Regions from separate parts of the Mus musculus genome. Here regions 2 and 3 are each linked to region 1. The links are chromatin contacts, called in public promoter capture Hi-C maps. All regions are on one chromosome and are shown on one strand. Each heading gives the region's core, a stretch centred on a gene start, on an enhancer-like site or on the middle of the called end of the contact. The rest is flanking DNA. Distances are from core to core; before and after follow the strand shown.

The links. Promoter capture Hi-C pulls out the DNA fragments that hold promoters and counts their contacts.
Region 2: a promoter capture Hi-C map of embryonic stem cells shows a contact between it and region 1, with 3 times the contacts expected there. The contact joins the enhancer-like site here to the promoter of Smox in region 1. A contact is called at or near these places in 13 of 39 promoter capture datasets (the 3T3-L1 cell line, 3T3-L1-derived adipocytes, the HPC-7 cell line and 8 more), 4 of 484 Hi-C or Micro-C datasets (the G1E-ER4 cell line, the HPC-7 cell line and embryonic stem cells), 5 of 115 datasets of contacts at active chromatin or transcription factors (astrocytes, embryonic forebrain, embryonic stem cells and 1 more) and 1 of 9 other capture datasets (embryonic stem cells).
Region 3: a promoter capture Hi-C map of embryonic stem cells shows a contact between it and region 1, with 14 read pairs. The contact joins the promoter of Rassf2 here to the promoter of Smox in region 1. A contact is called at or near these places in 2 of 39 promoter capture datasets (cranial neural crest and embryonic stem cells), 1 of 484 Hi-C or Micro-C datasets (CD4 T cells) and 1 of 115 datasets of contacts at active chromatin or transcription factors (astrocytes).

Annotation. Positions count from the first base shown.
Region 1 is chr2:131,490,252-131,493,348 of GRCm38.p6, forward strand. It overlaps Smox (spermine oxidase), which reads left to right and starts at 1,611. Exons shown (of 7, transcript NM_145533.2): 1 at 1,611-1,785. Gm30679 reads right to left here and starts at 2,025. Exons shown (of 2, transcript XM_030252306.1): 1 at 1,317-2,025. The coding sequence starts at 1,923.
Region 2 is chr2:130,957,618-130,960,714 of GRCm38.p6, forward strand. It overlaps Atrn (attractin), which reads left to right. Exons shown (of 29, transcript NM_009730.3): 8 at 288-531; 9 at 2,768-2,951. Among named protein-coding and RNA genes, the nearest start is that of Atrn, 53 kb to the left of the region's middle. Within about 2 kb of position 1,449, at least 4 of the 459 cell types and tissues checked have an H3K27ac peak or open chromatin away from gene starts, as enhancers often do. A contact at or near this core is called in embryonic stem cells, where this site is marked.
Region 3 is chr2:132,028,583-132,031,679 of GRCm38.p6, forward strand. It overlaps Rassf2 (Ras association (RalGDS/AF-6) domain family member 2), which reads right to left and starts at 1,406. Exons shown (of 11, transcript NM_175445.4): 1 at 1,169-1,406. It overlaps Gm31179 (a long non-coding RNA gene), which reads left to right and starts at 1,869. Exons shown (of 3, transcript XR_374996.3): 1 at 1,869-2,469.

The DNA of each region.
Region 1 (3,097 bases), core at 361-2,860:
GACAGAGCCACAGAGGAGAGTATGGTGTGTACCTGAGTTTAACCCCAGGAGTGCGTGGTGTTTTAAAGAGGGGTGGGAAGAGGGACTTCGAGTTTGGTGAAGGACTAGAGCCTTTCTGACAAGAAGAAACTTCACCAGAAATTCATTTGTCCCCTACCCAAATTGGCTCCTAGGTGGTTGGTTCCCTTTGGCTGGGACCATCAGAGCCACTTTTGCAGGGCTACCTCTTTCCAGGCCATATATATATATATATATATATATATATATATATGAATTATATATATAATTCAGTTTTGGGGATTGGCCCCAGAGCCTTGTCTATGTTGAGAAGTGTGTTCTGCTGTTGAGCCACATCTCTACTTCTTGCTTCTTTGAGGCAGGCTTTCACTGTGTGGCTCAGCCTGGCCTTGAAGTTGGTATGTAGCCAAGGCTAGCCTTGAACTCTGTACCCCCCCCCCCCCCACATGGCCTTCTGAGGCTGGGATCACGAGCATGTGATCCACATCCAGGATCTCTCCGGGCTGAACCTACAGCGACCTGTGCTCAGCATTGCCTGGTTCCAGGTTGAAATCAGGGGAGGGCCCCCTCCAGAGACACAGTTCGGAGTAGAGGCTCTGCGGCCACCAGGGGCTTGTATTCCCTCGGACCAAGTGTTGACCTGGTGTAGTACCAGCAAAACATACGAAAAAACAGATTAGGAGGTGCAGAGATGAATAAAAAATAATTTTCTTACTTTTGTGTGTGTGTGTGGAGGGGGAGAGTTGGGGGTGGTTCAAGACAGGATTTCTCTGTTTGACTCTGGCTGTCCTACACTTACTCTGTGGTTCAGACTGGCTTTGAACTCAGAGATCCACCTGCTTCTAGAGGGATTCCGCAGTGGTCCTAAACCTGTGGGTTACTATCCCTTAGGGTTCCAACGACCTTTCATAGGGGTCGCATGTCAGATATTTATTTATGTTTCAATTCATAACAGTAGCAACATTACAGTTACGAAGTAGCAATGAAATAATTTTATGGTTGGGGGGTCACTACAACACGAGGAACTGTGTGTCAGCATTAGGAAGCTGGAGAACCACCAGATTAAAGGCATGTGCCACTATTGCCCGCTAAAAAATAATTGATACCAATTAATTTTTTTTTGAAAAAAGGAAAAAGTGCCACCTAGTATTAACGTTGGCTTTTATTAAAAGTTTGAGGGTTTTACTAGGGAAATACACTTTTTAAAAAGGGCCACTTCAGGACATGGGCTGGGTACTGAGAGGATGTGAGCATTCTTTTCCTTTCACCTGAGGTTCCTGGTTCCCGCCGGCACCCACCTGAGACCTGCAGGACGAGAGACAGTCCAGGACAAGAGGGGCCCTTTCTTCTTTTCAAAAGGGCGGCAGAGTCTGGGTAAACTGAGGTGGGCGCAGCGCTCTGACAGTGCCGGAAGACCTCGTCTGCTTTGCAGGGCGGGGCGTCGCGGGGCTGGCTCTGTTTCTGGGCGGATAGGTGGGTGAGGCGTCCCTTTTGCGAGATAGGGGAGTGCAGGTGGCTGTGCCGCGGGCAACTCCAGGCTGGGTGGCCTCGGGCTCCCCGCCCCCGGTGGGCGGGCCCGGGGCGGAGCACCCAGGCGGGGTGGGCCGGGGACGCGAGGCGGAGCGGGGCCCCCGCACAGGCCCCGGCGGCTGGCTCGGCCCTACGGTCCCGGCGGCGGCTGCAGGAGGAAGCCCAGTGGCTGCGGAGGAGGGGAGGCGGAGAGGCCGAGGCCGCTCGCGAAGACGCTCCCGGGCTCCGCAAGGAAAGGTACCGTGCGGCCTCCCCGACCCGGGCTCGGACAGCCACCGAGCCTCGTAGGCAAGGGGCTCCCGATGGAGGCCGGCGGCGGGCGGTGGGCAGAAGAGGCTGCCCGGGCTGGCCGCGACCCCGGGGTCCGGGCCGCATCCTCCGGACGCCCAGCGCGGCGGCGCAGACAAAGCCGGCGAGGCACTCGGTCGGCCCGGAGGGTGTGCGCTGTGGAGGGGAGGGAACACAGCTTGCGGCGGCGGCGGCGGCGGCGGCGGCCCGGCGTCTGCCGGTCTCCTTGGGACAGCTGGAGGAGTGGGGAGCCGCTCTCCCGCGGGTTGCCCCGGGGCTCACAGGCTGCCCGGCTTGGCCGGAGCCAGGCTGACGAAGGGAAGGGAGCAAGTCGCTTCGCCGGGAAGGGGTGCCGAGGCCGGCCGCCGGCTTGGAGGTGGCGCGGCTGTGGAGCAGGTGAGCGGTGCGCGGACCTTTTGGGTCTTGCACCTGAGCAAACCGCGCCGTGGCTGGCCCTTTCGTGAGCCGTGCCCACAGGTTGTTGGAGGAGCCAACTGATAGTGGCACAGCACCGTCCCGCCTGGGGTCCACTTGGCCGAGCTTGTGGGGGAAACAGCAGGTGCTGAGTGGAGGTCACCCAGGCTGGGGGTAAAGAGAAGGTCAAGAAAGTGTTTGAATGGCCCTCATTTATTTGTGTTCTGCTACCTCTGTCCCTTTCCTCTTACAGAGGAAGGAGCATTACAGGGCTTGAAGGGCCGCGCTTCCTCCTGGGCCCTGTGACCATCCCTTTAGATGTCCCTGGCATTTCTTACCCAGCAGGTTTTGAGAACAGTCTTTGTCCGCCCTCGTCATTTCACAGTCTCCCTGTTTGGCTTTGAACCTCATCCCCCGTCAGCCAGGCACCCAATTCCCATCACAAGGATCTCCTCGGAAGTTCTGACTTTAAGCAGTGCCCCTAAGAAGCAGGCACCCTTTCCTTCTGCAGTCCATCCAGGGCCGCTCTAGCAGGTTTTGCTTGCCTTGCAGTGTCTTTAGAAAGCTCTGTCCTAGAGTTGTATCTTTCCCTGGGTGCCCCAGTTCCTCCCTTCTACCAGCCTGCCCTAGCCTGTCCCCTTCCCCTTAGTTTTGCTGTTAAATGCTTGAGGGCCCCAGGGCTCTGTTCTCAGCATTTCCTCTCCTGACTGCCCTTCTTGCCATCCTCTGTTCACTTTCTACCCCTGTTTTTATTCTTTCTTATGATTAAAAAATTAATTTATGAATACAAAGATCTCTGTTTTTGACTTATTTTATGTGTACTAGTATTTTGCCTGCATGCATGTGT
Region 2 (3,097 bases), core at 199-2,698, 530 kb before region 1:
GAGATTGTGAACCACTCATTGTTGTTTTCCAATATAATTTTTAAAAAGATGTATTTATTTTTATTTTATGTGTGTGGGTGTTTTGCCTGCATGTATGCCTGTGTATACTGTTCCTCCAGAGGTCAGAAGAGGATGGCATCAGAACTGGTGGCTGTTAGCTGCCATGTGGGTACTAGGAACTAAACCCGGGTCCTCTGCAAGAGCAGCAAGTGTTCATAAACTCTCTCTCCAGCCCTAGAGTTGATTTCTTAATGGTTTTAAAAATCCTGTTTACATCTTTCTTATAGGATAAAATCTACATGTATGGAGGAAAAATTGATTCAACAGGGAACGTGACCAATGAGCTGAGAGTATTTCATATTCATAATGAATCATGGGTATTGTTAACTCCGAAAGCTAAGGATCAGTATGCAGTGGTTGGACACTCAGCACACATTGTTACACTGGCATCTGGCCGTGTGGTCATGTTGGTCATCTTCGGTCATTGCCCACTCTATGGATATATAAGCGTTGTGCAGGAATATGACTTGGGTATGTATTTTTTCCAGTGGAGGCATCTTGAATATCATACTGAGAACCCCTGCCCTTATTATTAGGACACCGTAACAAAATTCAGCATGATCTTGATCCAGTACCTTGTCTTGAAATAGTATCAGTAGATAACTGGTGAGATTGAGGTTGTTGAAGTCCCTGTGCAACAGCTGTTTCTTACTTGTCAAGGTCTAGTCTTGGCTTGGGAGGGGTTCTGAGGAAAGGGGTGTCAAAAAACCCAAAAAGTCCAATTGTAGGTCCAAGCTGGCAGCTGTATATTGCATTAAGGAAAGCTGAGGGAAATTTGGGATATTTATTTCATCTATTAGTCTACATCAAGCAAGTCAAGCGCTCACAGTCAACGTTTGCACCCTCAAATTAGTAACAAAAGAGGGGGAACTGAGGAGTCCAGCATGGTCCTGGTTGGGACAGAATGACATGGTTCCAGCCCTGAGACAGGGGCAGCAGGTCCGGGCCTCCATGGATGTCACACTATGGACATAAACCTGTTTGTATAATAATGTACATATTTCATGCTCCTCTTCTGAGTAATGTCCTTCTGTTAATGTGAATGACTTCATGATAATCAGAGCCAGTGTGAGTCTGGGAAGTAAATGGTGGGACCTTCAGGACAGCTCTTAAGGCTGTGGAAAAGAACATGAGTTCAAAACCATATACTTCCTCAACTATACAAAAATAGAAGGATGCAATATGAATTGTATGAGGGGCTTCACAGATCTAAAGGAACAAAAGCAGCTTCGCTGTGAGCCAACTTGTCAGAAAGATATTGAGTAAGCAGTTAAAGAGATTTAGGGAGTGCTGATTGCTAGAGGAGGCCACCCAGCTAAGTTTGTGCTTACAAAGGCAGACAAAGTCCTGAGTTCAGGGTGGGCCTGGAACAGAGCAAGGTTAGTTAGACCTTGGTGTGGTAGAAATGGTAATTTCCAGACAGGATACCCAACTAGTTTTTGTGCTTAACAGAGGCAGGTAGATCTCTGAATTCTTTTGTAATGTTAAAAGGAAATGTGTGCTTGTTGTCTCCCAAGGGGCCTGAGTCCCAGGATGCTGATTTATAGGAAACCTGGAGTAACTGGGTTTATGACCTGCAGGAGACGAGCTATCCAGAATGTTTTTTGCAATAGCAAGAGAGAACTGCCTGGAGAACTGCCTTCAGCAAAGAATAGCAAGAGAAAGCTGTCTAGAGAGAGAGCTGTCTGTAGAGAAAGCCGGTCAGAGAGAAAGTAGACTGGAAAACTGTCTCCAGCTTGGACCCACAATTTGACTTTTTGTTTTTGTTGACAAGTTGCCCTCCCCCAGAAACACCTTCCTCAGGACCCCTCCCAAGCCAAGGCAGGGCCTTGGCCCTTCTTGTCAGCTTGCAAGGAGCCAAAGATAGCATTAAATGCTTTGGATATCAAAATAAGCAAAATGCAAAACAGTAAACACTCTAAAATAATTCTGGCTAGTCCTTTAAATATTAGGCCAGTGCACTGTTATTTTACCTTAATGTATAATCTTGTGTTACATTTTATTGTTTTTATTGTATAATAGGAATGTCAGAATTATAATTTTGTAACATTTGTTTGACATTCCTGTGAAAATGCATCTAAAGATCATTAAAGTGCATCTGAAGATCATAAGGACTCACTGAGGAGCACAGGGAATTAAGTGTCTGCTTAAGAGAACTTTGAATCTTTAATCTTTAGAATTTGTTTTAAAAATTTGAATCTTGCCAGTGTGGTGGCGCATCCCTTTGGTCCCAGCACTCAAGGGGCAGAGGCAGGTGTATCTCCATTAGTGTGAGGCCAGCCTGGTCTACAGAGCAAGTTCCAGGCCAGGCAGGGTACACAGAGAAACCCTAGCTTAACAAAACAAAACAAAATATGAATCTTTAAAAACTTGTTCTGTGAAAATTTCATACATGTATACAATATAGCTTGTTCATATCCACCGCCATTCCTTCCAGCTCCTCTAGGCTTTCCCAGTGCATCTCCTTCCTAGCCTTATGGCCTCCCTTTCAGGGTGAAGGTTAGCACACTGAGTCCAGTTAGTGCTGATCCGATGCAGTCTTGTCTAGATGGTCTTCTTTATAATAAGGTGAAAGTATATCCTAAACTTCCGTCTTTTGCTCTAAGGTGTTTAGACTTTAAACTAATGTTTAAATCGTTTAAATAATTTATTATTTCATAAGAAGAGGAGCCTGCAACATTGACTTTAACTATTGTCTCTTATCCAGAAAAGAACACATGGAGTATATTACATACTCAGGGTGCTCTTGTGCAAGGGGGTTATGGCCACAGTAGTGTTTATGATGACAGGACCAAGGCTCTGTACGTTCATGGTGGCTACAAGGCTTTCAGCGCCAACAAATACCGGCTTGCAGATGACCTCTACAGATACGATGTGGATACTCAGATGTGGTGGGTGTTTTCCTAGAGCTTTCCCTTGGTAGTCTAGAATCTGCAGAGGCAATTGATTAAAAATACTGTGCTATGGTTTGACTTTTGTTCAGCATTGTATGTAACAAAGTTAGGAGATCAATACAGTAATAGAGTTAAGGTACTAA
Region 3 (3,097 bases), core at 156-2,655, 540 kb after region 1:
CTCTTCTCAAATCCAGTATAGCTTAGCCACAGAGGTTTCTTTAACCCCCAGACCACCTGTAGGAAAAGCTTCCACTTAATAAACGTGGATTGAAAGTATGGCAAATCAACCTCAGGTTCCTCATTTACGTGCTCTTCAAAGATATCCCCTGGCTGAATCTGCCGGCTATCTTTTGAGAACCGTGACCCTAATTTTTTTCTTCCCACTGTCCCAGGGCCATTTACCGCAGGGACAGAGCCGGCTCTGACAAATTGTCATTTGTCCACCGCTTCCTCTTACAGGAATCCTCCACTTGCTTACCGTAACCCCTGGCCTCTGCTCTCAGGAAGAATCGTTTCTAATGCCCTGGTTTTCCAGACTCTTGGGACTAAAGCGCGCGCAGCATTGAGAAGCCTCGTGCTGAGCTTGCCACTGAAGCACAGTGGCTATCTGTCCAGTGGCTGTTCCAAATCTGCCCCTGTCGGGACTCCACCATTCTGCTGCCTCCCAGGGCGCACTCGGAGATAAAGCTGGGTGCAGAGTAAGCGCTCTAATACACGAGTGGCCAGGCCGTCTTTTGAAAGCACCTGCCTAGCTCGGTCTCCAGCGACCTCAGGCACAAGCTCCGGAAGGGACAAGAAACCCGGGAGGGGGAAGTGCGCCGAGCACCGCGCGCTCTTAAACTCTGAAACCCAAAGGGAACTGGGTTCGCCGCGGGTTGGAGATGTGGTCCCCGCCCGGGGAGCCAGAGTGCGCACAACAGTCCGACCCTCCCCTAAGCTCTACAGGCCTGCACCTGCTATCTCGCTTCACCTCTCCAGGGAGTTCGGGGACACCCTGCTCTGGGGATGGGGGCAATTTCCTGCCACTGCACTTAGTGTCGACCTCAGAAAAGATCTTAAGGGGTCAGAGCCGCAGCATGAGCTCCAGGCCACAACTTTCTACCCGGGGAAAAGGAGTGGGCTGGGGCGCCCGCCTGCGCTGCTTCTGGGGCAGCCCGCATATCTAAGCCCACCTTGTGGCTTGGGTGGCAAAAGGGGACAGGGAAGAGTCAGGGACCGGACCAGGCTGGCCACGGGCCACTGAGGGAAAACTTTGAGCTGGGTAGAGGGAAAGAGGACCACCAGCACCTTGCGCCCGCATCCTGTGCCAGTACCCGGCTCTTCGAGCCCCGCGCCCTGTGTCTTGCCTGTCTCCCGGACCATCTGCATCCGCTCTCGCCGCAGGGGTTGGAAAGTGGGGGCGCCGCTGCGGGGGTGGGGGTGCTCCAGCGTGCTTGGCCAGTGATCCGCGGGACCCGCTCGCTTGGGCCGGCCTGGGCGGCGACAGTGCGGTTGAGGGCGGGCGCCCCGCCCACCTGGCCCCTCCGCCCCGCCTCCCCGAGCTCTGCCTTTATCTGCCGATCCTTGACCAACCCACCCGCCACCCTGCAGTTCTCTCCCCACCCCTCTTCTCTTGCCTTTCTTTCCCTTCTCCCCCTCCCTCCCCTCTAGGGGGCGGAGCTTCTCCCCTCCCTTCAAGACAGACAATGCTGTGGCTTCGCGTCGCCTCCTCCCTTCATCTCTACCCCCCCCCTCCCCGCGTACCCCCACCCCACCTCGCGCGGGCTGCCAGCGTTTCTTCTCAGCAGGCCAGAGTGCATGAGGAGGAGGAGGCGGAGAGCGTGGGTGGAGGGAATAAGGTGCTGCCTCTCACCCCATCGCGCCTGCCCTCTCCAAGCCACGCCGAGATTTAGCCCAAGCTCTTCAGTTCGCCTGGCTCTGTGACAGTCACTCCCAGGGAGCAGCCCGCCTAGAGAATGCAGATTTCCTAGCAGAGGATGTGCAGTTGGTGGAGTTGGGTGGTGGTTCTTTCTAACACCCGGGTTTGTTCCCAAAAGGGTTTGAGTTGCCAAAGGGCTAAGTGGGCCCCTTCGACTCGGCAGGCCGGCAGACGTGACGGCAATGTGAAGGAAGTCAAGTTTCTTTGTCCATTCCTCACCTCCTCCTCCTCTCCATCCTTAGACCTCCGAGGAACTCTAGTGTATAGGAGGGAGCACCCAGCTACGGATTCTATACCCTCTAACCATAATTCTTCGTTTACATATGCCCGACCTTGCAGTTGGTCCCCAAACCAAAGGGGAAGGGAATCTAACGGTTAAAGAAAGGGCAGCCAAGCCTCCAAAGTGCATCCCATCTGCCTGGAAGCCAGATATTCTCTTTTAAACTCATTGTTTGGATCTTGGAATGTGTCTCCCATAGAAACAATGTTATAAACGGCTATCCGTTCCCAGACCAGCCAGCCTCAAATGTGCGGAGGCCAAAGCGCAGCTGCGGGGTGGTGCTGGAAATGTCCCACAACACTGAACAAGAAGGCTACTGATCGGCTTTTTCTACTGTGAAAGGGGAGGGGGGTGTTAGGGAGATAAATGCATCTAGTTCTTTCCCCTTGAGCTATAAACACAAACCGGGTCCATTAATTTCTTTCACTGGAGCCATTACTGTGTTTCAGGTAAGCTGCTTTCCTTCGCAGCCTTTCTCAAGCTAGATTTGCAGGGTGAGCTGAGGAACTCTCCAGGAAACCTTCTCCAAGGGAATCTTTCTTCTCTTCTAACCTGGCCTTCCGTGACCTCAGAAACAGGACAAAGGGCAGCCATGACTCCTAACAGCAGGGCTCTGGTTTTGCTATTGAAGAAGTCTGTGAGATGCTGCTAGAATTCTTCAGTTCTAGCCCAGCCTCTCAGGAGAGCCGCTCCCTGGCTCCCCTGGCTCGCGTTGAGTCAAATGGTCATCTTATAACCAATCATCTGGCTTCCTGCCAATGAGGGTACACTCCTAATGCCCGAAATACTGGTCCTTGACCCTGTTAAATCCAAACCGGGCAAGGCCTGATGACGTGCACACATAATTGCTCAGGAGGCTGAGACAAGAAGAGTGTGAATTTGAGACTATTCCGTGCACATAGTGAGACCTTTAAAAAGCACCTCCGTGAATACAGTGAGTGGTAATCTGAGTCACTGGAAAACACCGTTCTAATGGTCTGTTTCCTCATATCGAGGCTGTGGGAGAGGAGAGTGGTCCTTCATCTTTTCAGAGAAGACAAAGATGATGCATCTGGGCTGGAGATGCTGTTTCTCAAT